Linked DNA regions of Gossypium hirsutum: region 1 is linked to region 2. A link is a contact called in public Hi-C data. All regions are on one chromosome and are shown on one strand. Each heading gives the region's core, a stretch centred on a gene start, on an enhancer-like site or on the middle of the called end of the contact. The rest is flanking DNA. Distances are from core to core; before and after follow the strand shown. Region 1 holds the start of LOC107954327. Region 2 holds the start of LOC107954331 (protein SMG7).

What was found. Hi-C and Micro-C count contacts between places; a contact is called where the count stands out from the background.
Region 1: a contact with region 2 is called in a Hi-C map of hypocotyl, with 1.9 times the contacts expected there. The contact joins the promoter of LOC107954327 here to the promoter of LOC107954331 in region 2. A contact is called at or near these places in 6 of 34 Hi-C or Micro-C datasets (anther, hypocotyl, leaf and 1 more).

Annotation. Positions count from the first base shown.
Region 1 is chrD07:18,538,858-18,544,892 of Gossypium_hirsutum_v2.1, reverse strand. LOC107954327 reads left to right here and starts at 4,456. Exons shown (of 2, transcript XM_016889860.2): 1 at 4,456-4,891; 2 at 4,984-5,678. The coding sequence starts at 4,763. The coding sequence ends at 5,214.
Region 2 is chrD07:18,392,108-18,398,136 of Gossypium_hirsutum_v2.1, reverse strand. It overlaps LOC107954331 (protein SMG7), which reads right to left and starts at 2,785. Exons shown (of 8, transcript XM_016889865.2): 1 at 2,590-2,785; 2 at 1,317-1,411; 3 at 637-1,242; 4 at 375-497. The coding sequence starts at 1,388.

The DNA of each region.
Region 1 (6,035 bases), core at 3,207-5,706, 150 kb before region 2:
AACCATCAGCTGGAATAGTACTATGCAAATTCTTCTATAAATGTCTCATTTTACTACAATTAGGGCTGCCATACACAAAGGTTACCAAAAAGGGTTGTCTAAAAGAGGTACCAGAAACTTTGACTAACATAAATTGAGAATGATTTTTGAGGACCCTCACACGAATGGACCCCCCTCCAACCAACCAACCACTAGAAAACCCAACTGCCTTCACACGATCAGAACAATGAAAGTTTGCGATAACCGAATCAGCTTTACCTCCACTGTCCCTTATTTCAATAAGGCAAGTCAAATCTGGCTTATGATCTCGATTATATTCACAAAAAACCCAAATGAACTTCAAACTAGCACAACATTGATAATTCTAAGAAAAAATAATAAATTCATAAATATAAAAAATAAAGGTACAATGACTAACCAATCAAAGAGTAACAGAGTATTCAACTCGCCTTCATTTGTAACACCTCAAACCTGGCCTAGAAGTTAGGGTCGAATCTGGTGTGTCACATTGAAGTATTTTTCTAAAACCATGTTTTCATTAAAAACCCTTCTTGCATTTAAAAATTTGTATAAAATCTCAGTTTGCATTTGTTTATTTTCTATCGAGGTTTATTAAAAAGTTATTACCTTCAAAACCTTATTGTTGCGGAAGCTTAATTTAAAGCAAATGATTTACAAAAATGTGATATTTAAAAATTGAGGTGCGAAAAAGTAATGTTAGAAAATAGTTATGATTTTGGAAAACCGTGTTCTACTTCTAGCAGATATAAATCACAATCACATCAAATCCCAAATTTAAAATCCAGAAATTATAGAGGCCTTATAACAACCGAATCAAAATCAAATTGCTTAAGTAAATGAGCAAAATAGAATAAAACAGGTGCAGTTGTGTGGCCCTCTCTGAGTCCCTCACAGCTCCGAACCGTCTAACACTAGGGATTACCTGAAAGGTTAAAAACGGGGTGAGTTTACGAAAACTCAGTGTGTAATCCCCTTATTAAAGAAACAGAATCAGTCTAGGCCTGAGCCCTTAACAGTAACAGTATCAGTGTGGGCCTTAGCCCAATACGATAACAGTGGTAACTGGCCTTAGCCCCCATCTGCCTCAGTTGGGCCTGAGCCCAAATCAAATGGCACATATCACATATATCTAGGCCTAAGCCCATCTCAATATCAAAATTAGTATATGCAATGCATAAATACCTATACCAACCATGCACTCCATCTCCTGTCTAACCCTACACTCCTGTGGGGATTAAATCGACCTACCCATCCCTATACTCCTTATGTAGCACCGGTTGCGACACTAACCAATATTGCAGTAGAGCTGCCAATCACATAATTAGCTAAAAGCCATCGGTGGGTCCACAGTCGTCTTATGCGACCTGTATGACCCTCACATATTAATCACTTCCTCCAATACAAGATCCCAACCCCATGCAGTATGTCGTGTATGCAATATGTCATGTCATAGATCATACGTGTATACAATATGTCATACTCAGTAACAGTCATATAAATATCATAAAGTAAAATGGTCAAACATAGCATAAGGTCATAACAGTCATTTCATCTCCTAGGGGTATAACGGTTATTTTACCCTATAGGGGTATTTTGGTAATTTTACCCATCGATGGTATTTTGGTTATTTTACCCTTTAGGGGTATTTCGATAATTTTACCCATCAAGGGTATTTCAGTAATTTTACGATGTTATTTTTATAATTTTACTTATCAGGGGTATTTCGGTAATTTTACCCATTAGGTATTTCGATAATTTTATCCATCGAGGGTATTTTATTCATTCTACCCTATAGGAGTATTTCGATCATTTAACAACCTTTCTGAAGGTCTACAGTCGCCTCATGCGACACGGATAACCTAAATGGTCATAATTGTGTAAATGGGCCCAAGGCCCATATTCGGCCCAAGTGGGCCCACACGCTCGTGTGGTCCATTTAGCCCAAATTCAGTCATGACTATGCAAACTACATAACTCAGTCCAGTATTTGTCACTTAACGTGGATTTTATCTATGTAGGGCACATGAGCCTATTGGGCCCACACGACCTATTTAAGCCCAACGAGGCCCATAACGGCCTGAGAGCATGAGAACGCTCGTGGTGGCCTCTATATTCTAACACCATGTTTCGTGGGCTCGCTTCACCACATCAATGTTCGCACGCCCATGTGGCCTCAATCGTCATATTTTTTATTTTTCGATTTTTCGACTTTTGTCGATTAACAGAAGAGACAGTGTGATTGCACACCTTTCACGAAAGCTAGCGAAACACCTATTGACACCAACTTACATTAATTTGAATATTCGGTCAGCCCTTTAATAACCAATATTTTCAAGTACTTAAACCACACTTAAACAATCATCATCTACCATGATTATAAGAAATATGGCCTACTCTTCTAAGATTATTGGCCAAGGCACGATTCCACGTTCTTGATGGTTATCTACTCAAGCAGCGATTTTTATCAAATGGACATGTTACTCGAATATGATTTAAGAAAAATCCAACACCAAAATCACACGGCCTACCAACCAACTTACCCCAACGATCAAACGGTTGGTGAAGGGAAGATTTGGAATGCCTACACACACTAGAGAATCTTCTTTTCTCTTCTCGAGATTTTAACACCCGAAAATGATGATGATGAAATCGGTTAGAAAAACTTAGGTATATTCGGCCAAGCACAATAGAGAAAGGATGGTAACTGAAAGTACACAAAAGAGCCTTGAAGAAATAGGTTGGGATGGGGAGAGTGGGAAGCAGAGAAGAAGAAGATGGTAAGTAGGTTCGGCTTTGAAAAAAAATAGAAGAATAGAGGGAAGAGAGAAGATAAGTTCATGTGGCACTGTTAGGAGAGTAGAGAAAACATAATATGGTGTTCGACAGAGAAAGAAAAATGAGACAAAAAGAAAGTTACCTATTTGGAAAATGTAGAAATGGAGGAAATAACAGCAATTTTGATCACAAAGCTAGACACGAAATCACAAAAGAGGGGAAAACAGGAAAATTCAGTACTTAGGAAAACCAAGACTAGTTGACGCAACACCCAAAAACTCGAAACTGGCACAACAACAATATCCCAAAAATGCTCTCAAATTGCTAAAAATCACACAAAAGAGACTCCTATCCAAAATTTGCATACACAAGCTTCCCCAATCGGCTACAACTCTCCCTAATTTGAATTCCTTGATTTTCTCCCTAATCTCCTCCTTGATTTGCTCCACAATTCCATCCAAGACCAATTCAAAATTCACCTTACAGAGTTCGAAACCACCTCAAACTCTTGCCGCCTCATACTAGCAATATAATTATCCTTTTTACTTGCAATAAGATTCAAACCCAAGCCATCCTCAATAGCTTAACACACTATTTGCCTCCTTGCTACAAGCTCTTTTGTGACACATTTTATCTTCAAATAATTAAAAGGTCTAAAGGCCAAAGTCCAGGTTCTTTTAAAAGAAAAACCAAAATAAATTGCAAGAGCCATGACTTGAACCCAGGCTCCCTTACAACCTTAATGACGCCACAACCACTAAACCACATGCTTTCTTATGACATTTTTTTAACACAATAATTTAAAAGGCCTACATCTAAACATCCAGAGTTTTATCCTCTTAAAACCAAAATTTTTGCTAAAGCCCATGTTTGAACCCAGAACTTTTCCAACTCTTCTCAGGACCCTTAACCACTAAAGCAGACACACTTTTGTGCACAGATTCCTCACCGTTCCCTTACTGAAGGCCCAATACTTCTAGGCGTAAATTCCAGGGCGTTACATCATTAGCGGTGGCCCTATTGGTGAAAGTTTCCACTTGTTCACCTATAAGCTTTGCCATAGAATTCATGGTGTCTGAAAGCGAAACCCGCGGACATCCGACAATTTTAAAATGTCCCCCACGTCTACGAATTGTTTTATTTAACATTCTTCCATTACGCCCACTCTTTTTTTTTGTTATCTAACCCATGTCCTCTAAACAAAACATTTAAATTATTAAAGGCCCCTAATCCTTCATTTACCACAGTTGCCTTCGAATTGTACTCTGAATATTCCTTGAAAATTACAGCTGAATATTGATTGGAGTCCAGAAACTTAGGATTTACATCCACCACCGATTCAAGATAACCTTCGAATGTAGGATTAAAATGTAGAGATGAATGTTTATTTTAAAAAACAATTTCGGGACCCATTTGGACAGTGTGCTCTATGCTCCCTAAAATTTCCATATTCTGTTTTGCTACAAGAATTAATTGGAATCCATTTGATTTTGACCTTGTATCTTTCCCCAAAACAAGCCTGTCTCATGCCAGGTCATGGCCCAAGTCCAACAATTTTTGTTCAACACCCGAATACGCTAGTCCACTGGTCTTTTTAGCAGGCCCAATAGTTACACCTTGACCCAATATCCCCTTACTTGTATTACCTTCAACCGGCAACCCAGAACTTGACCCAAACCTTTTTGATTTTATTTTCTTGATAAAATATCCCTGCTTAAATCCAATCTCCTGAAACCCCAATTTTTCAGCCCCCAAATCCATCGATTATTTGTCAAGCGAATTTAACGCTGCAAATCTAAAGTCGACCAGATTTTCTTCCAAAAATTTTGGCTGATGATTCTGTTTTCCAGCCTGGTTGCACCTTGATTTGCGCTTGACGACCATCCATGGACCGAAAGCGTCTCTCATTGCCGTCGGATCAACTTCATTATTCATCACTGTAGGTGAGTCCTCCTTGCCACCGTGTATGATTTGGTCTGTCAAAGAAGAAGAACATGAACTTTTTGGATGGTCATATTTGCCACAAGAAAAACATATAGTGGGTAGGGCTTCAAACTCCACTTGTTGCACCCTGCCATTGATCAAGACTTGCGAGGTAAGTGGTTTTCCCAGATCTATCTACACAACCATTCTTGCAAACTGTCCCCTTGATTCACTATCGATTTTGAGATCTAATTTTTTATACAGAAATCCCAGCAAACCCAGGAAGTGGATCCAGGCTATTACCACGCTAGGAAAGGGTCTCAACGGGTCAAAATCAACCGTCCATGGCTAAACGGTGATATAGTGTACAAACACTATCCAAGGGCTTTGAGTCAGAGCCAAGTTATAATCTTTCCTGCTTTGGAATCAAACAAGGTAATAACCATTCTTGACATCCATCAGGCGAAAAGGTTTAGAGGGCCTCCAAAGGCTTGAAATGTGATTATGCAAAACTCCGTAACTAATGTTGCGTCCCAACAATTTGATGACAACGGTAGTTTCCATATCCTTAACCAAAAACTTTCTTAACCTTTCCAAGAAATCAATGACGAGGATTCCATTGATGGATGATTGAAGAATATTGCCATCTTTAATTTCAAGATCCGCATCGGTGACCCCATTACAAGATTCAGAACCTTTCCCTTCCAAAAGCTTCTCTTTCCAAGAAACTCCACTCACTGGGGTTGAGTCCACCATCATGAATTCTGATGGATCCCCTCCCACCTCCTTAAACTAGACTTTTTTGGTGTTACGATATCGGTGCCAATTTCGTCACCAATCTGGTCATCAGACAAAACTTCAGCATCGGTCATCATGAAAAATTAAGTTCAAATGATTTTATATATGATAATATTTGTTCAATTTTAATATTATAAATTGATGCATATTGAGTTTTGGAAGCATTCTCTTTTAATTTATTTTAAATAAACAGATTTTGGGCTAAACTAGGCTTATATACCATTTATTTTATTGGTATTTTAAGCCTTTTTTTTCTAAATTAGGTAAATATGTCATATATAGAGATAAAGTGTATAAAAACACGTCTAGCTCCCCATTGGTTTTTTAAATGTTGACAACGGTAAAACTATTTAAAATGGGCAACATTAATATTTCTATGAATATTACAAATAATTCACATTCACATTAACATGTCTACGAGACATATCAAATCTAATCTAACATACACAAACAAAACCAAAGATATGAATGACGAAGCAAATGATCCAAGTGACGTTCTTACAAGAAAAAATTAGGAT
Region 2 (6,029 bases), core at 1,536-4,035:
GCAGTCCACGATACCCCATTTCTATCTTCATAAGTTAAGTAATTAACTACTAAACCTAGAAAGGATGGATCACAAATTTCTTCCCATTAGACCGAATAGTAGCCATCTGTTATAATAAGAATCAACAATTTTGCAGAAAATCACCAAAGATGGTTTAAGTTTTGCAATTATCTACATGTAGAACCACCAAGTACACATAGGAAGATAACACACACATCAAACTGTTACAGGAAGCAAGCTACTTGATGTCCTAGTTAGCTATAACCTATTAACAATAATATATCCCGATGACCACGTGGTAAAGACGTTGATAACTGAAATAAGAGAATAAACAAACTCATTTGTCAGAATAAGAACTAAAATTTGTACTTAACCTTTTCAAATGCTACAATCAAGTTATCCCTTGCAGTTAAAAAGGGGTTATCCACGGCCAAACTCCGAAAATATCGATAAACAGCCAAAAGCTCATCTCCTGAATAGGATGCCAATATAGCTAGCTGAAATAAGGAGATAATTACCAGCATAAAGAGTCAGAATATTGTTGAATAGTAGAAATTCACAGCAAGAGCAAAAGAGATTACTGGGCATAAGAGTAAGGATACTCTATTAACAGGGAGAGAGGAGGGGGGGGCAAACCTGATGATGTGGATTCCCACTTGATTGCCAAATTGATGCAGCATGCAAATAGTAACTTGAAGCTGCAACAAACTCACGTGATTTAGAGTCTCCATCTCCATATAATCCTTTGTACCGTGCTAGGTCTCCCAAGTATATCAAACAACGGTGACAAGATACCAAACCCTTTTTAATGTCAGCAGATTTCTTCCCATTTTTGTCCATAACAGTTCGCCTTTCTGAATCATCAGAAAAGTACCCAAATGGAAGTCCATACTTTGCTCTGATTTTCAAAATCAGATCATGATAAAATCCTGTTGCCTCAGAAAGGAATGTCTTAAACTGCAATCGTATTTTTGTAAGCCGGTCAGGTCGTTGAGGAACTTTCACACCTTGAGGTGCATTTGATCCTGCAGAAGCTAGGACAGCACTATAATGTGCTCTTAGCTCTTCAATCCGCTTGTAATGTAACTGCCACAATGCATATTCAATACTGTGCTGCTCAGAAAAAGCATGGTCCTCAAGAATTATTGCCTCATAGTTCTCGCGCATCTGCTGCCAGGCATTGGGGTCTGAAGATACTCGTGCCTGAGCTGATCTCCGACGGTTATTTTCCAGCTCTATATTCTGAAAAGTATAAAATATTAACTTCTGGGATCAGAAACTCAAAGGGGACCTCATTTTGGAAAGAAAAAAGAAACCTTCTCATAAAGACGCTGTGTGCGCTCCCTGGATGAAGGAGAAGACATTTTATCCATCTGCACTATCATCATCCATTCCTCAAAATGAATCCAATCTGCAGATGCACGCACCATCAGCAACACAAACAAGGCCATTTATGACTGGCTTAAGCCAAGTTAATCGATTACTAAGGGACTGGTAGAAAAGAATGTGATCATAGAAGTAATGAATCATTTCTATATTAATTAAACTGCAACAAGCTCAAAATAAGAATAGAAGAAACCTTATAGCCAGATTATCAGACAATCATAGTTCAAATTTCTAACACTCAAGATATCAAACAGAAGTCAATTGCAGTACCCATCTCAAATGAAAAGATATATTTATAAAACCACTCGGTTAATTCAAAAACCTATAACTAGAAGCACAATTGCCAAAATCATCAAAGACTCTGGACTGATCTCTCATTCAACATAACAATGCTCTAAAAGGCATGATTAAAATCTCTAATCCAGGATGGCTTCCTCGAATGTAGCCTTCCAAGCGTATTCAGCCCTCAAATGGCAGCTTCATTCGCCTCAAAACACCCACAAACTTAATCTTTCCAAAACCATGTTTTGTTTATCATCTCTTGATCACTTCAACAATATTTGAAAATTATAGCCAAACCTCTAAAAAATATAATAACAAAGCTTCTTCCAACAGACACCAAACCCAGACATTGTTAAATTTTTTGCAAAGAATTAATAGAGTGAAACATTTGTACATAAATTAATGAATAAAGAAGAGTAATATTTGCAGAGATTTTATTTTAAGAAGGATCAAGTAACTATTAAAAGGAGAAATAAGAAACTCAAAAAGCAAAGTCTTCCAAACAATAAAATTCCCGCTTGGTCACCGAGAAAGCGACGGAAAATCACCCACCTCTCTTATCATCTCAAATGTTCCGGACGTATATTTGCCCAGTTTCTCTAAAATTTTATTTTAAAAAATCAAAGAGAAAGGAAAGATAAGAAAAGAAATAGTTCTTTAGATTGTATTACATTTACACATTCAGGTTTTTCTTTCTTTTCAATTATTTCTGAAAAAGAAAATAATAAAATGTATTAATCACAAAAAGAATATTGATGTCATAACCAAACAAATAAAGAAAAAGGGAAAGGAGACATCATCTGAACCGAAGATAACAACAAAATAATTCAAACAATTGCATTACATCAATCAATTCCGCAAATTCAAGAGAAAATTAAATTAAATTAAAAACATTAAACAGAAAAGAAAGAAGGAACTAACCTGAGGTGGATCAGATCTGAAAATAAACCTCGAAATAAATCATCGGAAAGCGACGAATTAGAAAGAAATAATGAAGAATTGGTTAGGGTTTGGTTTAGCTTTGGGAGATGGAGAAAGGAAGGTGATTCAGTTTTGGTCTAATTAGGGGATGTGTAAGAATTTCAATTTCAATATACGAACGTTAAGTCGTTAATAATAATAAAATAAAGGTAGTTGTTATTCGTCATATATTTTAAACTTTTCTAAAAAAAATAAACTAATAAAATTAAATGTTTTTAGTAAAAACTAAATTTATTAAAGAATTTGTTTAATAATAAATTAAAAATAAAATATATAATTAATTTTTACATTTTCAAATTTTAAAATAGAAAAAGAGTTAAAAGTTTATACATATTAAATTTATCTTTTTCTGAAAAATGAATTTTTATTATATTAATTTTAAATTTATAATAAATTAAAAATATTAATATAATATAATATAATATGCAAAAAAATACATGAAATTTAATATAATACAATCATATTAATAATAGAGTATTTTAGGGATAATAATTCCTTAAGGTCTTAAGATCATGGATAAATATTTTATTGATTGTTAGTGAATTATTTATAAATAAATATTAATAACTTTATTTAATATAAATTTTAATATTTTAATATTTAATATATATTTTAAACTGTAGAAGTTTAAATTCAAAATCCGAGAAAAATATAATAATTTTAATTAATATTTAATTATATTTAAATAAAGTTAGACTTGATAAATAATTTGGCACTTGAGTTTGGTACTTTTTTTTAATATGGTATGTGTGCTTTTCAAGTCTAACGCGGTTCACTTATTTGACAAAAGCTATACATTTTGGTACCTAAATGTAATAATGTTAACTTTTTAGCGTTTAATCCGAATTTTATAGATGATTTGATGAAAATTTATAATTAACTAATAATATTAACAACTAGCTTTCATAACACTAAATTAAGCCATAAACACAAATTAAACATAAAATTAAATAATTTTACAATTAATACTAAATTTATTCTATTAATAAAATCATGAAAAATTCAAATCTAACAATATTAGCAATTAACTTTTATCAAATCAATTCTAAAACCTGAATTAAACACTAAAAAGTTAACGATGTTACCTTTGGATATTAAAATATATAACTTTTATCAAATACAAATACCAGGTTGGACAAAAAAACAACACATGTATCACACTAAAAAAAAGTGTCAAACTTAAGTACCAAATGATATATTAAACCATAAAGTTATTGGTATTTATTTATAAATCCTCTACTACTTTTTTTACTCAATGATGATATATTATATTATTATTTACTATTGACAATGCATAAAAGTTGTATACCTGATCAAATATTATTTCTTATTTTAATAGATGTCAATTTTTTTGTGTTTACAATATTTTCAAGTTATAACCTATTTAGTTTTTGGTGATTACAATTTATTTTTAATTTTGTTGATTAATTATTTTGAATTTTGAACTTAGATAAAAATACCAAACAATTTTATTTAAGTCCAACACAATCTCTAACATGTTATGATTTTTTATACATATTATAAATAGTAATGATCTATCACATGCATGAACCTTGATTTTTGGAACAAGAAGGTTAACTATTGCACCTTATGATTTACTTGTATGTATCATTACTCTCACCTCGAGACACTGGAATTATGTTTTGAAGCTTGATCCTGTTGACGTTAAAATTTAGCTATTGACTTGCATGTCTTGAGGCATGGGATTTATGTCTTGAGACATTAGACTCATTGAAGTTAAATTTTAACTACTAAAATGTCTCAAGACCTAAGTGCAAGGAATTAAAATTTAAGCCTCAAACTACACTAAAACTCGACCAACTAATGACATAATAATGCAAACACTTGAAGAAGTCAAAACCATCCATTCATGAAGAGATTACCATATATGCAATCCCATTACACAACATACTAAAATAAATAGCAAGACATGCTTAAAACTCATGATTCATACTAATGCTTCAATACCAATACATTCATTCAACCATCACTCATATCAAACTCATCTTAATACCAAATCATACTTTCAAAACTTTTTAAGTATCATGAAACCAATGTATATATAACATAATTTAAATAACTTAAACTCCTAAATACATACCAATTAATAAGTTAAAATAGTACATATAATACAGTTTCATACTTTTCAAGCCTTGCAATGGTGATGTTATCCCAAAATATGAACTTGATTTTCTCGAACTCTTTTTTCAATATATGTGCAAGAAACAATAATGTATTAAGCAAAGATATCTTTAGTAAGTACTCAAGGAATTCATTTAACTTACCTTTACCAATTGCGAGTGTCGAAACCATTTTTTATTTTTGGAAAAAAATAAAAATTAGTTGTCAACTTTGAAAAATGAAAATTGGGAGTCGCCACCAATCTTTTATTAAGGTGTGATTGGGTCACCTAAAAACGACTTTGGTCTACGAATTTTAGAAAAATGGGTCTGGGAGTCGGTTACGTATGAGGAAGGATTAGCACCCTCATTACGCCCAAAAATTGGTACCTAGTTAATTAATTAATGTCTTAATGTCGAAAATTTGAAAAATATAATCCTTAGCAAAAACTCTTAAGCGTTACGTATTAAGACCCTTATCATTTCAGAGAAAGAAAATGCCACACCCAATGCGTTAGGGCACGACATTCTAATTTCCTCAAAAAATGAATTAGGCCAGAATACTCGTGTAATAAAAATTTAAAAGAATATCCATTTATTCAAGATTTAAGAAATCGCGGCCCAATACGTTAGGGCACAATTCCTCCAAAATCCCAAACTCGGAGTATTTCCTTTATTATTTTTTAGAAAAAATCTTCATTTCGAGAAATCAATGCATCACATCCAATACGTTAGGACACAACGTGTTGAATTCCCAATAATGAGTTCTTATCTTTTATTAAAGAGAAATGCTTGATTGTTAGATTTAACGAATAAAATCGGAACCCAATACGTTAGGGCTCAATTTCCTTGAAAATCCTAAATACGAGCATTATCTCAATTTTGAAAATTTTCTATTTTTAAATTTGAGTAAAAGATGATGTAACGTTATATTATACGTACAAATGCTAAAATAATAAATACATCAATAATAAATACATCAATGGCATAAAAATAATATAAACAAATAAATAAACGAAATAAAAAACAATAATCCATGACATGCAAAATATTAAATGTAAACACAATTATACAAAGAATGAGGAAAGCAAACAAAATAAATAAAGATCAGAAGACATATAATAAACACATGGAAATTATGAAGATTAAAAATATACATATAATTTACAAATAAATTTTCGGGTTATAGAATTTATATATATACAATATATTTATGAAAATAAAGAAAAATATATAAACATATATATTATAAAATAGGTG